Regions from separate parts of the Mus musculus genome. Here all the other regions are linked to region 6. A link is a contact called in public HiChIP or PLAC-seq and promoter capture Hi-C data. All regions are on one chromosome and are shown on one strand. The core of a region is the stretch at or near the end of the contact, and the rest is flanking DNA. Distances in the headings are between cores, read along the strand shown.

Evidence for each region. Promoter capture Hi-C pulls out the DNA fragments that hold promoters and counts their contacts. HiChIP or PLAC-seq counts read pairs in DNA pulled down with a chosen protein or histone mark.
Region 1: an H3K4me3 HiChIP or PLAC-seq map of embryonic stem cells shows a contact between it and region 6, with 15 read pairs. The contact joins the promoter of Lair1 here to the promoter of D630041G03Rik in region 6. A contact is called at or near these places in 2 of 39 promoter capture datasets (the C10 cell line and pre-B cells), 4 of 115 datasets of contacts at active chromatin or transcription factors (bone marrow-derived macrophages, embryonic forebrain, embryonic stem cells and 1 more) and 3 of 9 other capture datasets (adipose tissue, embryonic stem cells and macrophages).
Region 2: a contact with region 6 is called in an H3K27ac HiChIP or PLAC-seq map of embryonic stem cells, with 5 times the contacts expected there. The contact joins the promoter of Ttyh1 here to the promoter of D630041G03Rik in region 6. A contact is called at or near these places in 18 of 39 promoter capture datasets (the 3T3-L1 cell line, 3T3-L1-derived adipocytes, the C10 cell line and 13 more), 2 of 15 datasets of contacts at CTCF or cohesin (both in embryonic stem cells), 17 of 484 Hi-C or Micro-C datasets (the Ba/F3 cell line, the G1E-ER4 cell line, the N1E-115 cell line and 12 more), 32 of 115 datasets of contacts at active chromatin or transcription factors (SST interneurons, bone marrow-derived dendritic cells, bone marrow-derived macrophages and 16 more) and 5 of 9 other capture datasets (adipose tissue, embryonic stem cells, liver and 2 more).
Region 3: an H3K4me3 HiChIP or PLAC-seq map of bone marrow-derived macrophages shows a contact between it and region 6, with 5 times the contacts expected there. The contact joins the enhancer-like site here to the promoter of D630041G03Rik in region 6. A contact is called at or near these places in 6 of 39 promoter capture datasets (the C10 cell line, cranial neural crest, embryonic stem cells and 3 more), 1 of 115 datasets of contacts at active chromatin or transcription factors (bone marrow-derived macrophages) and 2 of 9 other capture datasets (adipose tissue and liver).
Region 4: a promoter capture Hi-C map of liver shows a contact between it and region 6. The contact joins the promoter of Sbk2 here to the promoter of D630041G03Rik in region 6. A contact is called at or near these places in 3 of 39 promoter capture datasets (hematopoietic stem and progenitor cells, liver and pre-B cells).
Region 5: a contact with region 6 is called in an H3K4me3 HiChIP or PLAC-seq map of bone marrow-derived macrophages, with 5 times the contacts expected there. The contact joins the enhancer-like site here to the promoter of D630041G03Rik in region 6. A contact is called at or near these places in 6 of 39 promoter capture datasets (embryonic stem cells, hippocampal neurons, pre-B cells and 1 more) and 1 of 115 datasets of contacts at active chromatin or transcription factors (bone marrow-derived macrophages).
Region 7: a contact with region 6 is called in an H3K27ac HiChIP or PLAC-seq map of embryonic stem cells, with 6 times the contacts expected there. The contact joins the enhancer-like site here to the promoter of D630041G03Rik in region 6. A contact is called at or near these places in 12 of 39 promoter capture datasets (the 3T3-L1 cell line, the C10 cell line, cranial neural crest and 5 more), 4 of 115 datasets of contacts at active chromatin or transcription factors (bone marrow-derived macrophages, embryonic stem cells and stem cell-derived neural progenitor cells) and 3 of 9 other capture datasets (adipose tissue, embryonic stem cells and pancreatic islet).

The regions. Positions count from the first base shown.
Region 1 is chr7:4,061,592-4,064,967 of GRCm38.p6, reverse strand. Lair1 (leukocyte-associated Ig-like receptor 1) reads left to right here and starts at 1,764. Exons shown (of 8, transcript NM_001113474.1): 1 at 1,764-1,899. The coding sequence starts at 1,866.
Region 2 is chr7:4,117,922-4,121,122 of GRCm38.p6, reverse strand. Ttyh1 (tweety family member 1) reads right to left here and starts at 1,593. Exons shown (of 14, transcript NM_021324.6): 1 at 1,343-1,593. The coding sequence starts at 1,468. 9430041J12Rik (RIKEN cDNA 9430041J12 gene) reads left to right here and starts at 395. Exons shown (of 9, transcript NR_033568.1): 1 at 395-1,212; 2 at 1,315-1,443.
Region 3 is chr7:4,201,892-4,205,383 of GRCm38.p6, reverse strand. No RefSeq gene overlaps it. Among named protein-coding and RNA genes, the nearest start is that of Lilra5, 34 kb to the left of the region's middle. Within about 2 kb of position 1,348, at least 4 of the 459 cell types and tissues checked have an H3K27ac peak or open chromatin away from gene starts, as enhancers often do. A contact at or near this core is called in bone marrow-derived macrophages, where this site is marked.
Region 4 is chr7:4,962,150-4,965,707 of GRCm38.p6, reverse strand. Sbk2 (SH3-binding domain kinase family, member 2) reads left to right here and starts at 1,302. Exons shown (of 4, transcript NM_001146329.2): 1 at 1,302-1,407; 2 at 2,523-2,777. The coding sequence starts at 2,525. It overlaps Sbk3 (SH3 domain binding kinase family, member 3), which reads left to right. Exons shown (of 4, transcript NM_001200041.1): 4 at 1-448.
Region 5 is chr7:3,960,135-3,963,535 of GRCm38.p6, reverse strand. No RefSeq gene overlaps it. Among named protein-coding and RNA genes, the nearest start is that of 1700095K22Rik, 19 kb to the left of the region's middle. Within about 2 kb of position 1,320, at least 5 of the 459 cell types and tissues checked have an H3K27ac peak or open chromatin away from gene starts, as enhancers often do. A contact at or near this core is called in bone marrow-derived macrophages, where this site is marked.
Region 6 is chr7:4,468,778-4,472,176 of GRCm38.p6, reverse strand. D630041G03Rik (RIKEN cDNA D630041G03 gene) reads left to right here and starts at 1,293. Exons shown (of 1, transcript NR_028416.1): 1 at 1,293-3,399. Eps8l1 (EPS8-like 1) reads right to left here. Exons shown (of 20, transcript NM_001374622.1): 3 at 3,283-3,323; 4 at 2,923-2,981; 5 at 2,135-2,296; 6 at 1,745-1,894; 7 at 1,287-1,369; 8 at 689-950; 9 at 255-381; 10 at 1-64. It also overlaps a transcript of Rdh13 not described here.
Region 7 is chr7:4,002,777-4,005,910 of GRCm38.p6, reverse strand. No RefSeq gene overlaps it. Among named protein-coding and RNA genes, the nearest start is that of 1700095K22Rik, 23 kb to the right of the region's middle. Within about 2 kb of position 1,705, at least 4 of the 459 cell types and tissues checked have an H3K27ac peak or open chromatin away from gene starts, as enhancers often do. A contact at or near this core is called in embryonic stem cells, where this site is marked.

The DNA.
Region 1 (3,376 bases), core at 515-3,014, 410 kb after region 6:
TCCTGGGTTGTATAGGAAAGAAGACTAAGCAAGCTATGGGGAGCAAGCCAGTAAGCAGCCTCCATAGCCTCTGCTTCACCTTGAGTTAAAGTCTTATTAGAAGTCTAAGATGAAGTAAACCACTTTCTCTCCAAGTTGCTTTTGCTCATGGTGTTTCATCACAGCCATAGAAATCCTAGCTAAGACAGAGAAAACCATAAAATTTGTTCTCTTAACATTTTAACTGCACACTTTACTAATATTGACTACAGATGCTGTGTTGTCTTAGAGTTATTCATATTAATTGACTAAAAGTTTTTGTCTATTGATAAATAACTTCTACATGTTTTCTCTTCTGGTAGACAAAATTCCATTTTGCTTTTATGAATTTGACTTTATCTATTTTAGTTTTTTGAGACAAAAAAAAAATCTTGCTATATATCTCAGGTTGGCTCAGAACTCATTATGTAGTACAGACTGGCCTTGCACTCATGGCAATCCTCCTGCCTAACCCTCCCAAGTGCAGGGCTTACAGGAATGGATCAGCATGCTCAGCTTGAATGTGACTACTTTACATACCTCCATGAGGCAAACAACTCATCACCTGTCCTCTGGGTCTTGCTCAGTTCACTGATAGCCATTTCTTGAAGGTTCAGCCATGGCTTTTCACATGGCCTCATCATCATCTTCAAAATGTGGTCTATGTACACCACATTTCCTCCAACCACTTCCAGAATGATTTCTCTATCACAGCTCCTGTGAATAGAGCTGCAATGACTATGTGAGTGCTGACATCTCACTTCCATACTTACTTCCCCTCTTACTGGGGTTCTATTTTTAATTTCTGTGTGTGTGTGTGTGAGTGTGTGTGTGTGTGAGTGTGTGTGTGTGTATGTGTGAGTGTGTGTGTGTGAGTGTGTGTGTGTGAGTGTGTGTGTGTGAGTGTGTATGTGTGAGTGTGTGTGTGTGTGTGTGTGTGAGTGTGTGTATGTCTGAAATCACAATGCTATTTCTAAAGAGGAAGAGCGTTCTTCCCTGTAATTTCCATTTTTTCTTCTAATCTCATGGAGGGAGGGCATCAGCTTACCCAAAATGATTCTGACTCATTAACTCAGAGGAAGTTTCTTCAGAACAGTTGAGGCCCTGACTTCTTGCTAACAGTAAAAAAAAAAAAATCCAATTTATACACATTTCTGACAATATTTATTAGCTTTTAAAAATATTATCTTTGTCACTGAGATGGCTCAGTGGGAAAAAATGCTTGCTTCTGAGTCTGACAACCTGAAGTTGATTCCTAGGACCTACATTGTCGAAGGAGAGACATGACTTTGGGGAGTTGTTCTGTGACTGCGTGCGTGCACACACGGGCACACACACACATGCACACACACACACACACCCCAATATTATTTAATAGTAAAAGCATTATCTATAGAAGGACACATTTAATGTGTGAAATATCTGGTCGAGATCTTTTACAAAAGTCGTAACATCAAATGTTTCTCATTTTAAACCCAAGGAAATGTGAGCTTTGGGTTGAAGTAGAAATGTCTTGCATAAATTGGTGGCCTTTGCTTTCTACAGTGGGAACTGATATGTACAATCTTATTCTTGCATATTTACAGACAGGCAAACAAGTTAAGGAATGAGCTCAGCTACATCTAAACATAGGGGCCCGAGACACTGTTTTAGAAGCTAACACCTTCTCCTGAAGCCAGTGACTAAGGGAAAGAGTCCAACGCCCAGAAGAGAAACCTCTTCCTCTCCATGTGGGGAACCTTAGCTAGAAACCTTGTGACAAGCTCCAGTGCACACATCCTGCCTCTTGTGCCTGCTGCAGGGCTTCTGCTCTGACCAGACCTGGTAAGGTTGCTGGAGCCTGAGTCATGTCACTTCATCCAGTTATCCTGCTGGTGCTTGGTGAGTCCTGGGAAAAACTGAGGGGTGGGGAAGGGAGTCTATTCCTCACTCAGCCTTGAGAGCAGCGAAGGCGATTCTGGAGCCCCTGGGAGGAATGCCTCTCTGCCCCCACGTCCTACTTGGAAGATACCTCTGCAGACTTATTGTTAGGAACAGTGATGGGGCATGAAGTCAGGTTCAGCTTTAACAGGACTTAGGAAGAGCCTGCTTTTTTACAATCAAAACTGTTACGTAGTATTGATTACCCTGCTTAGAATAAAAAAAAAAAAACCTCAACTTTTGTTAGTTCTTTGAGTATTTCTTATATTACTCACCATCAACTTTTCTAAGTTCCACTTTTCCTCCCTATCCTCTTAACTTTGTTCCATTTTTTTTTTTTTTTGAAAGCACTGTAAGACCAATTTGTGCTGCCCGAATACTCCTAAGTATGTGGTCTAGCACTGGAGCATGGTTGACTTACCAGGGACTACACTTTTATTTTATTTTATATTTTTGAGGCATGGTGTCACTATGTGTTGTGTCCGGCCAGCAGACCACAACCTGGGTTCTAGCCTGGAAAGGCATTTTGGAAACCTGGAAGAGAAGAGGGGCTAGGTGGCGAGAGAAAGAAATGTAGCCAAGACAGTTACTCTGATCAAGGCTCAAATTTTATTGTTGCGACACTAGTTATGAAGGAAGGGGGAGGGGACCCGATTCCCGCCGAATAATCTCTGGTCCAGTAGAAAGGTGCACGTGTGTGGCTCCGCAGGTTCTAGCAGTGGGCGTGGCAGAACGAATGAGCAGGAAGCTCCACCCCTGAGCAAGCAGGTTTCAGGCTGGGGGAGGGGAGACTACATTTCCTCCCTTTTATTAACAAAACTTAAAAAAAAAGAAAAAGCTGGCCTGAGGGGGGGGGGGGGGGAAATTATCTATGCTCAATAGTTCTGCCTGGAATCTAGGGCTAAAGAAAAAACTTGCTTTCGTGGGATTCCTTAATTTTTCTTATGGTAAACTGTATCTGGCTAAGACTGTCCTTTCTTATCTTAGTAAACAACTAACTGAAAAGCCTGGAGCTGCAGGCTCTGACTTTATTATGCTAATTAGTACTGAGTAGGTAACTTTCTAGTGGAATTTTAAGTAGGGCGTTGGAACTCTGGCTAAGTTTGACTGAACAAATGTGAAATACACTATAATAAGAATAACACTAAGTTGATATTCCTTCACATTTTTGGATGATAGGTGGGAAACAGGGAGAAGGGGTTCGACCGGCTCTGTAGTACAAAGCCAATTGGCTTTTTTATTTTGGGGTGGGAGGCAGTGAAGACAGTACGGTCTCCAATCTCTCTCCCCACTATTAATTAAGTTAAATAAGGCAACGCTTAACTGAGGTGATCAAATGATTTTCTCATCCGTAGATGAGTGGGCTTTTAACCTTGGCTTGGGTGGACATTGACCCGATTTATCCCGTGGATGCTGTTAAGACCCACACCTGTGGCTC
Region 2 (3,201 bases), core at 344-2,843, 350 kb after region 6:
TATCTCAGAGGCTCTCTTAGTTGGTCTTTCTGTGCTCACAATGGCCATTTCTATGAAGAATAATGTCCCAGGAATGCAACTGTGTGTGCCTCAGCTGTGACTGACTGATGAGTATCGGGTTGAGGGTTGAGTGAACTGCTCTGAGCGGCTGTGGTGGTACTGGGGACCCCAGGAGGGGATTCCTCGTGGCTGAGGGACTCTCCAGAGCCATAAGCCCCAAGAGTTGGGCTGGGAGTGGGTGGGCCGACCGGCTGGAGGCTGCGATTGTGTAAGTGGCTGTGGGCGAGGGGATGGCGGTGCTCATTTGGAGGGGAGAGGGGGCGGGTGGAGTAGGCAGGGAGGAGCCGCTCAGGCTGTGCCAGCCATGACCCAAATAGCAAGCACACCAGCACACGATCCCCCTCGCTGCTTTTCTGGGAACATCCCCCTCCCTCGAAGCTCTCCCAACCCTGTGCCCCTTTCCCAGAGGGCTGCCACAGAGGTTCAGACTTGAGGGGAGGGCAAGGCCAACTCCCAGCCCCCCACCAGGCCCCCAGCTCAGCCAAGCTTTTCTCCTCATTAATCTCAAAGTCAAGGACTTGAATTAAACTGGGTCAGGGGACAGCACCTCCGCCCCCCCCCCCCCACGAACCGCAGCTGGGCCTCTTTCCCTAGGGACCCCAGAGTCTGTGAGGGTCCACCACCAGCCTCACCCTCCTGGGACCCAGGCCTGTTGTCTTCCTTAGCCTGGAACCTAACCACATTTCTATCCCAACCCTCTCTGGCACCCTAACAACCCCTTCCCTCCTGGGACAGGCTGAAGGCACCTTGAATCCTCATCTTACCTCAGCTGGTTTCCCCAGTCCTGATCTCTGTTCCCTATTTGAGGATATCAATCCTTCCCAGACCTCGGCTGCCTCCCCTGCCTTCCCTCTCTCAGTCCTTTCTCTACCCCCACCCCCCCGCCAAAAAAAAATTTTTTTTTAATTTAATCTGGGACATATTTACTAGTCGGGATTCTGTGGGGGCGGGGTCCTTCTCGCCTGGGACCTCAAGAGCGGACCTTTCCTTAGATGACCCTAAAGACTGGCTTTCCAGGCAGGTCTCAGAAACCCAAATGCTGGGCCCCCATCTCCTCCCATTCAGGATTCTTGGAAGTCTAGGATCCCAGCTCTCCTTATCTGGGAAGAGAGGGGTCTGCACCCCCAGCGCACGTCCTAGGGGAACCTCAAGGTATGAGCGCTATACCTCTGATCTTGGACTTGTACTCACAAATGCAGGCCGGGTCCCCAGCCCCTAAGACGCCGGAACTCTGACCCAGCCTCCTGTTCCCAGGGGACCTGGCCCAGGTTTGCCATCCCACCTGCTGGTACTCTTGGTCGCGGGGAGCAAAGCCGCTGGGCACCGGGCGGAGCTGGAAGTCGGCGCGGGGCAGCTGGTGGAGGAGATGCACCCAGGCAGAGGGTCGGTAGCCCGGGGGTGCCCCCATGGCCCCGGGGAGGGGCAGCGGGGCGGACCGGGCCGGGAGCCTCGGTGCTGTGCGGGGCGCGGGCGGAGCGGGGTTTGCGGGGCTCCCGGGAGCAGGAGCCCGGAGGGCCGGGGGTGGAGATTGGGGAGGGGGGAGGCGAGGCAGCGCCTCAGTGCTGCCTCTGGCGGTCACCGGAGGCAATGCGGCGTGAGCAGTGGTCCCCGTTGCTCCGCCCTCTCCTGGGCTCCCACCTGCTGCCTGTGCAGGTGAAGGGTCTTTGCTCATGTCAGTGGTATGCAGGGGCTGTGCTTGCTGAGAACAAAATGGATTCGCCCGCCTTGTCCCTGTCTGTATAAGAGCCAGGATACTGGGATTTCTCTTTCAAGCACACAAGCTCTTTATCCTTATGTAAAACCTTCACCTTGGTGTAAAGGTCATTAGTATTTGAGCAGCAGTTAGCCAGGCGCGCCAATAAAAAATCCCTCACTTTTCCGTTTGTAAAGACAGCTTCTGCTTAGGTAAGAGTCTCCTTCTCCACGACACATTTTGTCATTACCTGTATATGGACACAGTTTCTAGACAGAAATCTTCCTGTGTGAGCAGACCCTTCCAGAAAGACCTACACATGCCGTGAGAACTGTTTGTATAAGAACTCCACCAACTTTGAATAGGATCCTAATTATCTATCTATATAGGGGCCCATCCCATTTGTGTATGGTGGCTTCCCACATGTTTGAGACCTTCTCCAAACTGCTTCATTCTCTAGAATGACCCCCACTACTTGCCACTCACGTAAAGTTTGCAAGTGATCTTCTAGCCAAAATATTTGTGTTGGGTCTCATGGGAAGCTGCTAAAGTCACACAGATAGATGATGGGAGGCAGGTATCCCTGGAGGGACCCTGGCCACCATGAAATCATCACTCAGACCTTTACTGTGTGACCTAACATTCCCAGGGTGCTGCTCAACTGTCCCTTTTGGTGTGTAGGAGGCCTAATTTTTGCCCCTAGAACGCCCAGTAGTGTTTCTGTCTGCCTAGGGGAGGGTATTGGATGGGAAGGAGTAAGAGTTGACCCCCCCATGCCATCCATGAATTTTAGTTGAGAATGGTAGAAAGGGCTAGCAAGAGAAGTAATGATGATTGTGTTTGTGATGACTGATGGTCCTGGTGATACCGATGGTAGTCATGGGGATGGCAGAGTTGTGATGGTGGTGGTGATAATGGTGATGGTCATGGTGGTGGTGATGGTGATACAGTTCCTGATGATGATGGTGGTGGTGAGAATGATGATGGTGAGCATGCAGATGATAAGATTTTCTTGGTGTTGATGATGGTAGCTGAAGAGACAGTGGTGATGAAGATGGTGGTGATGATAGTGATGCTAGTGATGGTAGTGATGGTGATAGTGATGGATAGTGATGTGATGATGGTGGAGATGATGATGGTAGTGATAATGATGAAAGTGGTAGTGATCATTGTGATGATGATGGTGATGATGGTGATCATGACCAGAATATTGGTGATGACAGTAATGATGCTGGCATGATAATGGCAATGATGATGTCAATGGTAATGACAATAACAAATAGAAGTAAGAAGTTGGATGGACTCATGTTCCCCACCATCCCAACCAAGTGGTCTGAATGGGGCTTGGAAAAGACAAAGACTCTGAGATGAGCAGCTGGAGGAGGCATTCTAACTGACTTTAAGTGAGTTCTGAATCTAAAGTCTTTATTTCCCCATCTATAAAACCG
Region 3 (3,492 bases), core at 99-2,598, 270 kb after region 6:
TTCTTCACTACCTAAGCTTGGCTGTCCTGGAACTTAATCTGTAGACTGACTTTGAACTCTGAGATCTGCACACCTGTCTCCTAAGCACTGGGATTAAAGGTGTGGCCCACCAAGCCTGAATTTAAGGTTTTCTTCACCTTTAGGTTCTGTTCTAGGTTAGCCTTGAACTCTATTAGTCTTTGCCTCCTGAAATTAAAGGCTTGTAGTACAATGCCTAGACCTAAATTTAACTGGGTGGGATCTTGCCCCAAGATCACTACTCCCTTAATTCAATTTAATATCCCTGAACACATTATTCTGCTCCATTTCACTTCCTGGTGCCCCTTTAAGACTCAAGCCATATATTTTATATTTTTCCTTTCTCAACTTGCTACATGTTTAAAATGTTCTTCATGAGACTTAATCAGAGAACAAAGTCTATAATGGGCATTTCTGAGACTTCCTTTCTCAATGCAATTAATCTGAGTCTCTTCACCTTAGCCTCAAGCAGAATCTTCAGACAAGGGCAAAAAGTAGCCATATTCTTCACCAAAATATCACAAAAATAGTCTCTACACCATATATTGAAATTATCCAGTGAAAACTCTTGGGCCAGGTCCGCACAATTCAAATCACTCTCAGTAACAAAGTCTTCCATTTTCCTACCAGGATAGCCTATTTAAAGCATTCCACTGCTTTCCAAATCCAAAGTCCCAAGATCCAGATTATTCCAAACAAAACCATGGTCAGACCTATCCACAGCAATACCCCAGTCCCTGGTACCAAGTTCTGTCTTAGTTAGGGTTTTACTGCTATGAACAGATACCATGACCAAGGCAACTCTTATAAGGACAATATTTAATTGGGGCTGATTTACAGGTTCAGAGGTTCAGTCCATAATCATCAAGGCAGGAACATGGCTGCATCTAGGCAGGCCATGGTGCAGGAGAAGCTGAGAATTCTACTTCTTCATCTGAAGACTGCTAGTGGAAGATGGACTTCCAGGCAACAAGGATTACAAACCATGACAGAAACTCTCTTTATTCTGGGGATGAGCACAAAGGGATGTGGAGGGATAGGAAAGGAAACAAATCTATTATCAGAGCTCTGTGTGAGGGATTAGTCAACTAATCCCTTCTCATTTACTTTCTCTTCTTAGCAAGTTACCAGAATTGTTGGGCTTATAGTTTGGACCCAAAAAACCCTCCCAATCCAGGCTCAAGCACTTGTCCTCAGTAGAAGAAACAGATGTGCAGAGTAGTGACAATCAAAGGGGAGAATTATTCAATGTGACCATCTTGATACTATCTAACTAGTTTGCAAAAGGATACCAGTTTCCTTCCTGGAATTAGGCTGTAGTTTTATTTCCCTAAACTTCCTCCTTTTGACTTTTTCATTTCTGTAAAATGTTACAGTTCCTCTTCACCTTTCTCCATGGACGGCCATGTCATTTCTTCTTTCTCATTCCCAACCCCCTTTTGTTATTTCCTCACTTTCTCTTCTCTCCTGACCACAGATTCTCAATTGATAATGTCTGCATGTGTGGATACTAACATTCATTGAAAAAATGTGCTTGTTTCTCCTTGAGACATGGTAGAAATATTTACCAATTGTCTCAGTACCATACTCTTTAATGTTAGATGATTGTGACATCAATATCTCCTCTTGGGTTGTGAGGATCATGGAGTAGAGAAGCATTCTCATTTTCAGAATACGACATAGTATATAAGAGTATGAGTAGAAAGAGTGACTCATCAACTTACATCTGCCCTCCTACTTCCCAGGGACATAAGATGCCATACTGCACCCCGAATTGAAAGGCAGATAGCTATAAAGATGTAAAAGCATTGTTTTTAATACACAAACTGTGCACTCAGGCAAATTATTAATCTTATCCTAGGAATTTTACCAAGGAGGCTGGAGAGAAAGCTTAGGAGTTAAGAGTGCTATATCTTCTTCCAGAGGACCCACATTTGATTCTCAGCATCCACAGTTGCATGGCCCACAACTGGCTGTTACTCCAACACCAGGAAAGAGCTAGTACTATATTCCAGCTTCTGTGTACAGACAGACAGACAGACAGACAGACAGACACACACACACACACACACACACACACACACACACCATGCATTCCCACAGATAGACACACAAATAAAAGGTTATTTTTTTAAAGTTTCATTAAGAAGGCAATGTTTGTTGTTATGACCGCTGAAGCATGATGCAGCTCTCTGGTGGTTTCAGTGGGAACCACCATAGACTTGTGTAATTGAACACTTGGTCCCCAGTGTGTGGCACTGTCTGATCAGATTATGGACGTTTCAGGACATGGAGGCTTGCTGGAGGAATTAGGTCATTGAACATAGCCTTTGATGTTTATGATTGTGGCCTATATCCAGTTCACTCTCTTCTTCTTGGTGGACTGATGAAATATGACCAATCAGCATCCTACTCCTGCAGCTTGCTGCCATGCTGTCCTCTCAATTACAGATTGTCTAATCCTTTAAATGAAAACAAACCTTCCATAAGTTGCTTCTAGTCATGCTATCTTATCACAGCAACAGAAAAGTAACTAATACAACCCCCCTTCTGCTATAACAATTCTATGTTGTAGTTGGGTTTTTTCCTTACTGAACTATAGTTCATAAAACATGAATTTAATCATAAATATTTCAAAGTATGTAATTCAATAACATTGAGTACACTCTCAATGATACATAGCCAACACCAGTATCTAGTTCCTAGCCATTGCCATCATCCCAAAAGAGAATCTCATATCCACAAAGCAATCACTGCCTTTGCTGTGTCATGGCCGTGCAAGATGCCATGGTTCCTGCCCCTGGAGCAGAGCCAGCAGGATATGGGTCTCCTCAAATGGTTGCTGTAAGGCTTGTTTTCATAATAATGTACATATATTACTTTGTATTCCTCCTTCATGGAATGTTCTCCATGCCAAGGTTATTGAGGGATGTTCTCCTTGCCAAGGCTAATGACTCCATGATACTCAGAAACAGCTCAATTCTGAGAGGTAATGGTGAGTCTGATGATTCTCCAGCAAAGTGGTGATGCTGTGGCCTTCAGGACAGACCTTAAGACTGTGGGAAAGAACTCTGAAAACATGAGTTCAAGAATACATGAATAATTGTAATAACTGTTCCTCACAGGATTTATTAACTATGTAAAATATAAAGATACAATATGAATTGTATAAAGGGCTTCACAGACCTGAAAGAATAGAGGTAGCTGCACTAATGAATCAGCTTACTCAGAAAGATATTAAAGTAGACATGCTTTGGTCAATAGAGGAAAAACACCTAGATCATTAAGAAAAAACAAAAAAGGAATAGTTAGAAAATAAGGCTCAGATAGATGGTTGTATAATATTAATGGTGAAATGGTAGTCTCCTCCTTGGAAGCCATCAACAACTAAATTTAATCCAGATATACTACTCCCTAAAGAGGGTAGTTATATGTGTGATCCAAATAGAGGTTGGGGACAGCAAAAGTCTGGTA
Region 4 (3,558 bases), core at 53-2,552, 490 kb before region 6:
GGTAACCTCGAACTTCTGATCATCCTTCGTCCACCTCTCAATGCTGGGATTACAGGCCTGTGTTATGATGGAGATTTACACAGTGGTGGATATGAGCTTCCAGAGGTTCATGCAGGGAAAACAAAGACTGCAGCCAGAACTATAATCCCAACCAGGAACCTACACTTTCTAGATTTAACAGTGAGTTCACCAAATGAACCATGGTGCCCCGGACTGGACTTGGGAACAGGAAAAGGACCTTGAGGACAAAGATGGTGGGTAGGATGGATGACTATTGTTGAAAGCTTTGCTAATTTAGTGATGAATCTTGGGTAAGATGCTGACCTTGGGGCAAGCTGTGTGAAGGGTCCAAGGGACCTTGGCAACTGTGTGTCTTTTACAACTGTGTGACCTTTGTGATTGTTTTTGTAAAACTAAAAATATCTACAAAATAAAAAGTGTATTTTGGACAATGAAGTGAACCCACGTGGTTCTCGGTGCTTTAAACCCAACAGCTGTCCCGCAAAAGGGGTACAGTCATCCTCGATCCCCAGCTGCTCTGCCACCTGTTTCTGGTCCCCAGTCTGAGGTCATTTCTCATGACATCATTTTAGAATCCTCTCTTATTTTGTTCCTAAACAGGACCCCAGTGCATGGCTCCTGGATACACCTCTCAAAAGATTTGTTTGTCAACAGGGCGCCAGAGTCAGGAGCTGAGGAACAGAGCAGATGGGATCAGATTAAAGAAAATCCGAGACCTTTTGAGGGAAGAGGCCAGGGGCTGCACCCCTAGATCTGAAAGAAGGCTAGGGTCAAGATCCTTGGGTCAAATGGAGGAGCGCTGGATTCCTGAGTTTGAGGAAAGCAGTTTCGTTCCGGGGATTCCGGGCCTGAGGAAGATGGCTGGGGTCTAGAATCCTGGGCCTGAGAGAGGAAGGCTGCTCCGGATCCTTGAGTCTGAGGGAGGAGGGCTGGGGGAGGGGATCTTGGATATAAGGGAGAGAGGATGGTACCTAGACCCTCTCTAGTCTGAAATAGGAGGGATGCATTCTAGATTCTTCCATCTGAGGAATGAAGACTGGAGTGTGGACTCTGAAAGAGAGGAAGCAGAGCTGGGGTTTGCATTTCTGGGTCTGATAGAAGGCTTCCTGAACCCTTGGGTCCAAGGGAGGAGAGCTAAGCCACACTGGTGTGGTCCAGCCACAGCCAGTACTAGGATTCAACACACGATGTCGCTCTGCCCCCAATGGGGGGCAGAAGGGGCGGGGCAGAGGGCGGAGCTTTACGAACCCCCAGAGTGAGGGCGGGACTTGCTCCTGAGCAGTCTGATGCTGGCAGGAACCCCCGAAGTGCAAGGCGCTAACTGCAGTAGGCAGAAAGGGATCAGACAAGCCTTGGAGAAGGCGAAGTCTGGAGCTCTGAGCCCAGGTCAGAAGTAGGGCAAGGTTAACCGGCCTGAGGGAAGGCTGCAGTTGAACAGGAAAACAGGTGGCAAGAGTCCTGGCCCCTCGACAGGACAAGAGACACCTTGAAGCAATCGAGTGCTTTAGTGTTGGGGACAGAATCCAAGGCCCAAGTTGTGTGAGTTTTAGAAGTTCCTGGGACAGTAATAAGTTATGATTTGAAGCCCTAGTCTGAGGGAGGAGGGCTGAGGGCTGGAACCCTGGGTCTAAGGGAGGAGGCCCGAAGTCTGGAAGCTTGGGTCTGAAGGAGGAGAGCCGAGGTCTGGGACCTTGGATCTGAGGGTAGATGGATGGGGCCTGGAGTCCTGGATCTGAGGAGGGAGGGCTGGGGTCTGAGCCCTGAATTCGAAGGAGGAGGGTTGGGGTCTATTTCTCTGGGTGCTGGGGTCTCGAGCCCTGGGTCTAGGGATAAGCTTCTGAGCTGTGAGACTTGAACCACAAAATGATTGAGTGCTAAAGGCTTGGGACAGGTCCAAGTGACAGCTACAGGCAGGACCCGGGTGTCCCAAGCTGTGGAGAGCCCCACCCTTCCCTGGAGGCAGAGAGCACCTGTTTTCTCTTTGGAGAGAAACCGCTCATCCACTCTGGGCCCAAGTCTGTTTGCTTTGGAAACAAGATGGGGGGTGTCTCGATGACTTGGTTCATCTTTCACCCTCAGGCCACCAGGTGGCAGTGGGAATGGGGGGGGGGCATCTGACCTCTCAGTTGACCTCACCTCACACAAGTGACTGTTTTCCACTCCTCAGGGTCTCTTACTGAATGGAAATGAGTCACAATAAGAAGTGGTGATGAGAAAGTCCAGGTCTAGACTTCTTCCTCAAACCTAGAGTCCATACCCCAGCCCTCCTCCCTCAGACCCAGGAGTCCAGCCCTCAGCCCTCCTCCCTTAAACCTTGAGGTCCAGACTGTGGTCCCCTTCCCTCAGACTCTGGAGCCCAGACCCTGGCCCTCCTCCCTTGGACCCAGGAATCTAGACCCAGCCCTCACCCCTCAGAAGTCAGGTTTCCTTGCTCTTCCTCCCCTAGGCATAGGCTAGCGAGCTCTGAGTCCTGGGTCACAGTCCTTTTGTCTGTCTTGCAGAAATGCCAGGCAAACAGTCAGAAGACAAGCCAATGGAAGTGTCAACTGTGGAGGATGGAGGTGATGAAGGCCTGGGAGGCCTAACGGTAGAGGAGCTGCAGCAGGGGCAGGAGGCTGCTCTGGCCTTGGAGGACATGATGGCTCTGAGTGCCCAGACCCTGGTCCAAACTGAGGTGGAAGAGCTGTACGAGGAAGTGCGTCCCCTGGGCCAGGGCCGGTTCGGCCGTGTCCTGCTGGTTACTCACCGCCAGAAAGGTACTGGATCTTGGACACAGGCATGCTGTAGGGTACAGCTGAGAGTAGAGATTTCAGGCCAAGTCCAGGGAGTCTTATAAACCTCAGTCAGATCTTCCTTCCCCACTTTATTGTTGGGCTGTGCATTTCAGGGAGTTGCTTTAACCTCTCTGAGCCCCAGAGTTTTCCTTTGAAAAGGTGAGAGACCAGGAGGCTGACAGGAAGGCTGTTGTGAATTTGAAGCTGGCCTAGGATTTACACAGTGAGTTCCAGGTTAGTTAGCCATGGCTGCGTAGAAAGATTACCATCTCAAACAAACAAACAAAGCTGACCTGACAGCTGATAGTTGACATCCCAGTATCCCCGAGATGGAGTTCCTAGAGGTAGAGACAGGAGGATCGGGAATTTGAAGTCAGCCCGAGGTACGTGAGACTCCATTTCAAAACTAGAAGGCCAGGCAGGATGGCTCAGCAGGTAAGGGCACTTGCCGAAAGCTCTGACGACTTGAGTTCGATTCCCCAGATCCTACATGGTGGAAGGAGAGAACTAACTGCCCAAGGTGCCCTCTGATCTCTACAGTCCTCTCCTGACAAACAAACAATCAATCAATCAATCAGCCAATATAAAATTGAAAAGAAAGGAGAAAAGAAAAAGTGTTTGTACTTAAAAAAAAAACGAATGATTTTCTATTATATTATTCCCTACTGTACAGTCATGCCCACTTAGCTGTGCTGTTCCGGATGTTTGCAACTGTATGGACATGTTTGTCTCACATTTTATTTGATGGGCATTGGTGTTTGTC
Region 5 (3,401 bases), core at 71-2,570, 510 kb after region 6:
CCATGCATGGCGGCTGTAGAACAGCCTCAGATTATAGGTGCAGATGGCAGACTGGCTTTTTCAATTTTTGAACATTAAGTTTTCTTTACTGATCTTGCTACATTAATTAGGACTTCAAGAACTTGCATGCAGATTGTCAGAAAGAGGTTGTTTCTTTTTTATTGGAAAAATTCTGGTTCCTCCACATTAAATGTGAAGTTAGCCCCAGTTTCCTTTGCACATAATCTTATCCTGACTAAGGTTCTTCTCTGTTACTAATTTACTGAGGGTGCTTGCAATGAATGTGTATGAGATACTGACGAATTCTGTTCTTTCATCTATATGCATGCCTTTATCATGCATGTCTTAAAATTTTACATTTTTGCTGTGGTGAATGAGTAAAATTCTAGTTCTTCATAGTATCTGTACATTTTGATGTAACATTATATTAAATTTGTATCACTAACACCTTTCATAATTCAGACAAATGAACATTTAGGCAATATTTTCCTTGTGCAGACATCCCACAATATTCTTACTCAAAACAATGGATAATATGGTCTTGTGGCACCCTTGCCATATGTGTGGTCTGCTGATGGCTTGGATTTCATTGTATGGCAAAGAAATTAAATGTGTTGAGGATTTTACATCTATGTATAGAAGATGTTTGTTCTTACTTTGTTCTCTTATGACTTTGTCAGATGAGTTGTTTGGATGACGCTGGTCTTGTAGCTTGGATAAAGTTACATGACTCAATTTTATGACCTGACTACTTGGCTTATCAAGATAAGCTCCACTTTCCCTAGAACATTTAACAAGGCCTGTCCAAGAGGAAGAGAAGCTTCTGTCACCCTCCCATAACCTTCCATCCCTTGCACATGGAAAGATATCTTTTCCAGTTCCTTCATGATTTCATCAGTGTGTGGATGATGGAGCAGCATTTTATAGTCCTATGAACTGGAATCTAGCAAACACAGAATTTCCATGAGTTCTGACAGTTATCGTACTGGGAAATTGATTCCAAGTGGGCCTTGGGATTCCACATGCAACTGTCCAAACCCAGCAAAATGCCTCCCTGAGATCTCATTTATATCATTTCTGGAAACACAATCAATCAGTGCTGGAATCCAAGACCTAAGAATTCAGGGAGGGGAAACTCAATATAAAAGATCCAAAATATTCCTGACTTTCTATTGGTGGATCCACTTAATCCCATGGACATATATGAAAAGAATACCTGAAATATGTAATTGGGTTTCTAAGAGGCATCTGTTATGTCTAAAAAGAGAAATGTGCACTTTATTGTGACCACAGCAGAAGCGGAGTTGGGAAATCTTTGTTTTACTTCCTGAAAAAAGTTCTGCATTAAAAACAGGAAAAATGAGAGACATTCATGTGTAGTATCGTCTCAATATATGTAACCTCTGACTCTTTTTCTCTCATCCACCAACACAGTGGTACAGTTGGAAAAAAGGATTATGACAATTACCACCCAGTCTGACTACTCCATGAAGATTCATAATCTGTCATGATTTTATTCTTGCTTTGAACTTTTAGAAGACTCCCCAAGATTTTACTGTACTATCTCTTCTAATTACTCACATAATACTAAGCTATCTTTTAATAATAATTTTAAACTAATGTGGAGAGCTGTGCCGTGAGCAATCGCCATTATAAGATGGCGCTGGCTTCCACTGCGCCTAACTAGTAAACAAGCCTTATGCGCAATTGCAAGAGTGAACTCACACCTAGTCACTGCCCATCTCAGGCATAGTAATGGGGTGATGGGCGAGCAACGAATCAGGAGCTGTCACGCCACATCAGGTGCTGAAACGTCACGCTGTGGGCTATATAAGCAGCGCCATTTTCCCAGTTCGGGGTCTTCCCTCCTAAGTAAGCAATAAAAGTTTGCCGCAGAAGATTCCGGTTATCCTGAGTGTGTTCTTGCCGGCGGGGACAAAAGCTCTGGATAAACTTACAATTAGCAATGGGAAAACCCAGCCTTGAAATATAGCAACTAGCTTCAAGTCTCCATAAACAAGAGAAAAATATTAGTATCAGCCTGAGTTGCAAAGTGTGTGAGTTTTCTTTTCTACAGCTGTAAAGTCTGAGGTTACAGGCTTGCACAAGCAAGGCGGATGCTCAGCCACTGAGCTTTGTCCCCATCTTTGACTAAGTACAATTTGTTCGGAACTTGTTGATAGATATATAGCCATGAGCAGCCTAGTACCTGAAGATTTCCATTATTTTGTTTTGTTTTGTATTGTAATGTTTTTGGGATTTTTGTTGTTGTCATTTTTTCAGGTGAAGGGGTTTCACAGAGGTCTAGACACAAGTAATTTCATCAAAGGTAAATGTACCTGATTTATCTCAAGATAACATCAAAGGTGTCAGTCAAATTTCTGGCCCTAACTGATATGTGTTCTAGCTGTAAAACTACACATATTGTTCCCATGGTTTCCTTTATGAAAATTGTGTGTAATGAAAAGAGGTAATGGTCATATAAGAAGTAAGTGTTGTCATAAATACTCAGAATAGCAGCAATCAAGGAGAGGGCCAACGGCAGTTTCTGACCTAACAGCAATGACTAATTTTAGTACTAAAGCAATACCTTTCAAATTAGTCTTATCTTTGATGTTTGGCAAGTGTTTTGCTCATAAACATGTTTTTCTTCTAAGGTGCTATTGATCAGTTTTATTCATTTGGTATTAGTAACTAATTTGTTAGGTTCCCCATGTGTTTTCTCTTCTTTTTTGGAACAATGTGCTAGGAATTGGTGATTTGGGATCAGGAATGAGAAAACATAACTTATGGTTAACATGAAATTGTATTTCTTAATTTCTTCTGCTTGTCTCTGAAGGCTAATAACATACTCTGAGTTGGGCTTCCTTCCCTTTGAAGCAAAATGACTTATTTAGAAAAAAAAGCACACAGTTTTCTGTGAACACATTGATAAGATTGTTTTTGAAATTAATCACTTTCTTCAAATATTGGTGGCCATAATCTTTGTCATTTTAAAGGCAATGAGTCTCCTTTGTACTTTTTATTTTAAATACTTTTATTATAGGATTTGGTCAAATACCTTATATTTTCTGTCCTAAAGATCTCAGAACCATTTGGCTCCAAATGTCCAGATAATATGGAGATGTGAGAAATTTTTGAAATTTTTTTGTGTGATTTAAAATTTATTTATACAACTAGATGGAAATATACTGATATCAGTTTTGAAACTAAACAAATATTTTATCCTGCAAAAGCATTTTTATTAGGTATTTATTTCATTTTACATTTCCAATGCTATCCCAAAAGTCCCCCACATGCTCCCCCACCCACTCCCATTTCTTGGCTCTGGCATTCCCCTATACTGAGGCAGATAAAGTTTGCACGACCAATGGGCCTCTCTTTCCAGTGATGGCTGACTA
Region 6 (3,399 bases), core at 44-2,543:
TTCTGAAGCACGTCGGTGTACTCAGCCTCAGTGGGTGGCTTGGCCCTCAGTGTCAGCAGACCCTCTGTGCGGAGAGAGCAGGTGAGGTTGTGGGGACACCAAGAAAGCATTAGACAACAATTCCAAAGGTGTAAACACCCAAACGGGTGGCCTTAGGAAGTCAGACCTGGCTGGTGGTGGGAGACCCCAGGGGGAGAGGATATTTGGACATCACTCAGGAAGGTGTGTTCTCGGTCCATGTGGAAGCCCCTTACCTCCCGCAGCTCGGCGTCGTGTCCTGCGGCCTCTCTCGCGGTGCTCCAAAACCCGGGTAGCCTCTGCTGATTTTTGCAGTCTGGATACAAAACTCTCCACGTCGTCAAACACGTGGTTCAGAATATCCTACCATAAGCAAGAGAGGTAAGAGTGGTGCTCCTGAGTCTCAGACTCTGGTCTAGGTCCAGGGCTCCAATCTGAACTCCTGGACACACCCCCTACGTCAGGCCATGCCCATAACTGGAGCAGTGGGTGGTCTATATCAAAGACTCTAGCCATACTTCTAGAATTAACTCCCATCCCCGACCCAGCATCTTGTCAGCTAGTCACACCTAGACGTGCCACGTTCCTGAATCTCGTTCCCCACTCCAAGACTGACTTGATTGTCAAGGAAATCTTTTTCTCCTAGCTGGTGCCTCTCACTCAAGCTCACCACATCCCGCTCTGCCTGCAGACCCGCCAGCTCAGGTCCTCTTGGGCCCAAGTCTGGGGAGGTAGGGTCAGCACTGCTAGTCGTGCGAGCTTGGTCGGGTTTCCTTGCTTCCTCAGTCTCTGGAATTGACTCCACTTGGGGTCGCCCGCGGACTGCGGATGGTTCCACGGTGTTGATCACCAGGCGGACAGACGGGCGACGCTGTAAGGGCGGGGTCTCCGCTGCTGGAGAGGCGCCGCGTCGCAGCTCCTCCTGCGTCGCCCTGAGTTAAGAAAAAGGGGAGACCGAGGCTGGGGCAACCGATGGGATCAGGAAGGGGGGGGGGCGGTCAAACGAAGGCTGGGCATTTCATAATGAGAAACTGGATACGAAGATGGAGAAACCAAAGACCAAGACAGGCTAAAGTAGAAGACTGGAGCGGAGCGGTCACCTTGTCTGGGAGGTACAGGTAAGACCTGGCCAAGGCTAATTTGTGACCACATTCAACACTCTAGGCTGTTCGTACCAAGCTCATTTCTTAGCTGAGGAGAGTGAGGTCCATAGATGGGAGAATTTTTTTTTTCAGTGCGCTCTGCATCTGCTTCCCCCTTCTCCTCACCTGAGCGCTGCTGCCCTGCGTTCTCCACGTCCGGAGCGGTAGTTCTGCAGAGCCCCTTGGATGTCCTCACGGATCAGCTCCGCCTGTCAATCATACTTTAAGATCTCCCCTCTTACGCCCCACCCATTGCCTGCCCAGGACTCTTTCTTGTTCTCAGCGCTTTGCCTCCGACTGTCTTGGACAAACCCCATGGACCCCATCTTGGTTCTGCCTGCCTGCCTGCCTGCTTCCAACCATCTTTTTTATGTTTTTCTCAAAGCCTTTGTTCTGCATCTTCTTCCCATCGTCACATTCAGTCATGGTCTAGAGTTCATTCAACCTGTCCTCAATTCTGGTTCCCTCTCAGACCTGCTTTCCTAGGCTATGTCCCCGTTTGCCAAGGCCCCGCCCCAAACATGGAAGCCCCGCCTCTGATTCTCTACTAGAAAAAAAAGCCACCCGGAGCCACGCCCACTCACTCCGAGGAGCAGGCCCTGGAAGAAATGAACATCCGGCTGTGCACGCTCTGGCTCCTGGCACACCAGGAGCAGCAATGAACGGCTCCGTCCTCGGGGCATCACCGCGTCGCAGCGTACGATGGCATCGAGAGGATATGACTCTAGTTCTTCCTGCAGGACGGGGTCGCAGGGTAAACGGAGGCACAGATTCCTATGACTGCTAGAGCAGTGTCCAGGACTTGGGGCAAGGCAACCGAAAGAGTTCAGGGGCCTAGAAATAACACCCTGTTTAATAACCTAGGCTTCAAAGGATAGCTTGCCAAAGTTCCCAGGGGAAGGACGCTTCGGAGCCAAGATTCACCCTCAGATCTCAGCCCCATTTCTCTCTTCCACCCAATTGCTCTCTGGCACCTTGGAGACTGGATCAAGCAGAGTGACTTGACTAGGTGACACTCTCAGTAGCATCTCCTGTGCCCAGACACGCCCCTGGCTGTCCATGACTGCCAGCTTTCTGGAAGCATCTTCCACAGTGTGCACGCCATCTTCTTCCCCCAAGCAGAAGGTGACCAGGTGCTGGCAGGAGACAGAGTAGGTAGCTGAGTCCCAGGCTATGCCAAGCTGTTGCTGAGCTTCTAGAGGGAGCTCCTGTTCAGCCTAGCCATACTTCCCCAGAATGCTTTCCTCAGACCCTTTGAATCCAGACCTCAGTCTCCCTCCCTCAGACCCTTCAGCTCCTTCAGTGGCCAGCACTGATTAGATTTCCTTCCAATTAGGACATCTTCAAACCAAGATTGGAGGCTTCTCAAGGGCAACAAATAATAAGGATTGAACTCTTGTAAGTGCCTCCTCTGCTTTGCATTATGACATCCACACCCTCTCCTGGACCATGGAACCGTGGCCGATTTGGTCCTGCATCCTGCACTGGGGATGGCTCAGAGGAAGATCAGACAGAACTGAGTTCTCAGGCAACAGGGACGGATGTTCATGGGGAGAGAAGAGCTGAGTTTTCCTAGTCTCTTCCTTCTTTCTTTCCTTCTTTTTCCCTCCCTTCCTCCTGCCTCCCTCTCTCTCTTTCTTATTTATTCACTTTACATCCTGATGGCTGCCCCCGTCCCCAGTCCCTGTTTTCAAAAGGCCTATCACTTCAGGCTCACCTCTCCCCAGGAAACGTCTTAGAGAAACATAGACCCCAGACTCACATTGACATGATACTGGGACACGTCAGCCATAACCACGGTGGAGTAACGTTTTCTCTGTTCTAAGGAGGGGAGAGGGGGAAGTGCATGCAAGAGTCAGACTGCAGCCTGGTTCCTTAGACCCTGATGCTAGCTAGCCCTTCTCCCTCAGAAGGAGGAGTCTAGACTCCAGCTCTCCTCCCTCAGACCCAGGAGTCCAGACTGCAGCCATCCTCCCTCAGACCTAGGATCCCTGACCCCAGCTCTTCTCTCTCAGATCCAAGAGCCCAGATTCTGTCCCCTCCTCCTCCTCTCAAAACGACAGACTGTATTCTCTCTTCTCCCAAGAGCCTTGTTCTTGGTCGCCTTAACCCTCAAGCTTACCATAGATAGACTTTGCACTTGGTTTGGGTGCAGCTTCAGGCCTGGTGAAGAAGAAAATAAGGGGTTAGGAGGATGGTGGGGCTGGGGATAGACCCTGCAGGCATGCATCAGGGAGGG
Region 7 (3,134 bases), core at 456-2,955, 470 kb after region 6:
TGAGTGTGTGTAGCTCTCTAGTGTGTCATTGAAAGTTGGAGAAAAGTGGATTTAAATGGGGTCATCTGGAGGTTGTTTGATTCTTTTCAGCTTTCTATTACAGAGGAGAATACTCTCATTGGGAAAGGATCCTGATTAGAAAGTTTGCAAGTTTCATGTCACACTTGTTCTCTGACTTTTGACCCCCAGCTGAAGGAACCTGGGCAGTGTATATTTTTCTCACTAGCATTTCTCTTTCAGGATTCTGACTGGGCTGGATCACTCACATGAAGGATGGAGAGTCATATCTACGTGATTCTAACCCCTCCCCATCAATGGCCATAGTAGATAGTAGTTGCATGTATTTGAAGCCTTCTTAAAAAACCCACTTTAAGCCACATGACTATCACACAATAGTCTCCTCCTCCAACATACTATAAATTTTGCAGGTTTCTCATCTACACATACCTGATCTTTCACCCTTGTCTTTGGTGCTGTATCAGATAACAGAGTCTTCTTTGATTCCCTTTTATGTTCACCATCACTTATTAAAAACCAGAATCCAGGTAACTTAGCCATACATTTCTTGACCTCGCCCATCTCTCTTGCTGGTCTCCTTCCTACAAAGTCTGAAACCTCAACAGGGATTCTGTGATAGCAACAGTAGGTTCCCAGAGATGGAGGCTCCTTCTTTTCTCAGTCTTTGTTCTTACACACTCATATTAAACTCATATTTTAATTCACAATGCCACTGCAGCTCCAACCATCACATGTATCTGCATAGTAGACAGAGAGCAAAAATTTTTATGAGTTCTTGAAGGTATCCCTAGCAAGGCTCCATCTCTTTAGCACAGTGTAACTGTAAGCCTTACATGAACCGGGTACTCCTGAAAGGCAGGCTGGGGCTGAAAGAGACTAGATAGCGAGAAAAGAATGAGGCTAAGACAAATTTTTCTCTGATCAAGACCCCAAAGTTTACTAAGAGTCTGTGCTTATAAAGAGGGGAGGCCAATCCCCCGCCAATCCATTCTTGGTGTCTGGAGCCAGCCTGTAGGCGACATGCAGGATAGGATGTGTCTCTGGAATGTCTCAAGGTCTCTCAGCAGGTAGCAGAGTCTTGGAGAACAGTGGTAGTTGACATAATATAGCCATCATAATATAGCTACACTCCAGGTGATCTTATATTCAGTGGCAGCCTGCTTCAAAGCTGAGGGAGGCTACAATTCCTCCCTAAATATATACTAAAAATTAGCTGGACTGAGGCATAAAATTATTTTTATGCTCCATAGTCCTGCCTGGGAGTTATGGTGGCTGGCGGCCGTGCCTGGCTTGGGATATCTCTGATTTTCCCGAACTATTCTTATCTGTCAACTATTCTTATCTTATTCTTATGCAGCTTGTTTGTGTTTATTTTACACCAACATGGCTCTGTGGTGTATTATTAATAAACCACGGCCTCTTGGCATATACCTCTGTCTTCGATTGATATAGTTCTGAAATCTGGTTGCCCGACATTGACTGAATGGCCCTCATACCACACCTTATTCCCAAATCAGACCAAAGCCACAATATATACTCAATATGCTTCTTCATATCAATGAATTTCTGCCACCTGTACTTGCTAGAGGCGGGGCTGCATGCTTGCTGAAAACAGGCTGTAAGGCGTTGACTGATCTGCTTGAAAAAACAAAGTCAGTTGAAAAACAACAGGATAAAAGCTTCTTCCGGGAAGTCCAGGTACTCTATTCAGTTGCAAATTAGCAATGAACAAGCTTAGACTCTGACCTTTCAGTGTAGGAGAGGTGACTCTGAGAATCAACAGAAAGGCTGTAAATTCTCTGGAAATGGAGGCTGAGCTCCAAATAACTTTTTCAACTAAAAAGGATTTTTAGCCATCATCGAGGTTAGAATCATACTTACTAGAAGATTCAGGATCTGTGTCCACTTGACGAACCAGTCTTTCAGGCAGCCATTGAAAGGAAATAAAACTTGAAACCTGTGACTCATGTAATGTATGTCAAAAAGCCCAAAGAGTTGTTTGTGAGCTTTAAAACCTGGGGCTGAGAACATAGCAGAACAGGCCAAGACATGCCCAGGCAGGCCGTTACAAGATGGCGCTGACATCCGTTGCTCGTAGTAAAATGTGCGCAGGCGTCAGGGTATCGTTCCATTACCTGAGCCCTGCCTTTCTCGTGGCGTTAACTGACTGATAGTGGGCAGCCAATCCCAGTGGTGCACATCTCCAACCATTTTTTCGCAGCCTATAAAAGGGAAGGGTTTTCTGCTCTCTGGGTCTCCTCTCCTGAAGCTGATCATCTATCTCTCGAGATGTATTAAAGCTGTACTGCAGAAGGATCCGAGTGGCCTGCATGCGTTTTGCTGGCGAGACGGTAGAGTGGGTCAGCTAGAGAAATGTAATTTATCATGATCACATCTAGTCAAAGCAACAGGATCTGAAATTAAGGCCTCTCCTATTAGAGCTCTGTCGATGAAATCATTGCCTGCAGCAAAAGGTACAGGAAGACCAGAATGTGCTCGTATATGACCAATATAAAACAGATGTTTTTGGGCAAGAATGATATTTTGCAATTGTGAAAACAGAGATCCTTCTTGCATATTAAAGTTAAATGTACCACAAGTCTCCAATAAGGGAATCGATTGTGCAACATATAAACTATTAGTAAAAACATAAAGAGCATCATTTACAGGCTGAAAAACATTCAGTACTGCTGTCAACTATGCTAACTGAGCTGAGAGGCCAGGAGTCTCTATGACTACTTGTTGATTATTCATGAGATATCCAGCTCACCCTTTAGAGGAGCCGTCAGAAAAAAATCAAAAGAACATTATACAAAGGCTGTAAAGAAGTCACATTAGGGTTTCTGGATCCCTCATAGACTAGTCTGTGCAGATGAGAGTGTGGACTACAGAAGCTGCACAGATTCTGCAACAGACAGAAGTGACACAGCTGCTGGGGCAGACCCTGTTTTGGGCTACAGACATCCAGGCACCTTCCCCACCGGAGTAGGGGTGTCCACCCGCCTGGGAGGGCTTTGCCGGAGCACTTGGGGGAGCCATCTCTGGTCCTGGATCTCTGAGGGACTAGTCTGTGCAGGTGAGAGTGTAGACTACAGAAGCTACACAGCTTCTGGGAC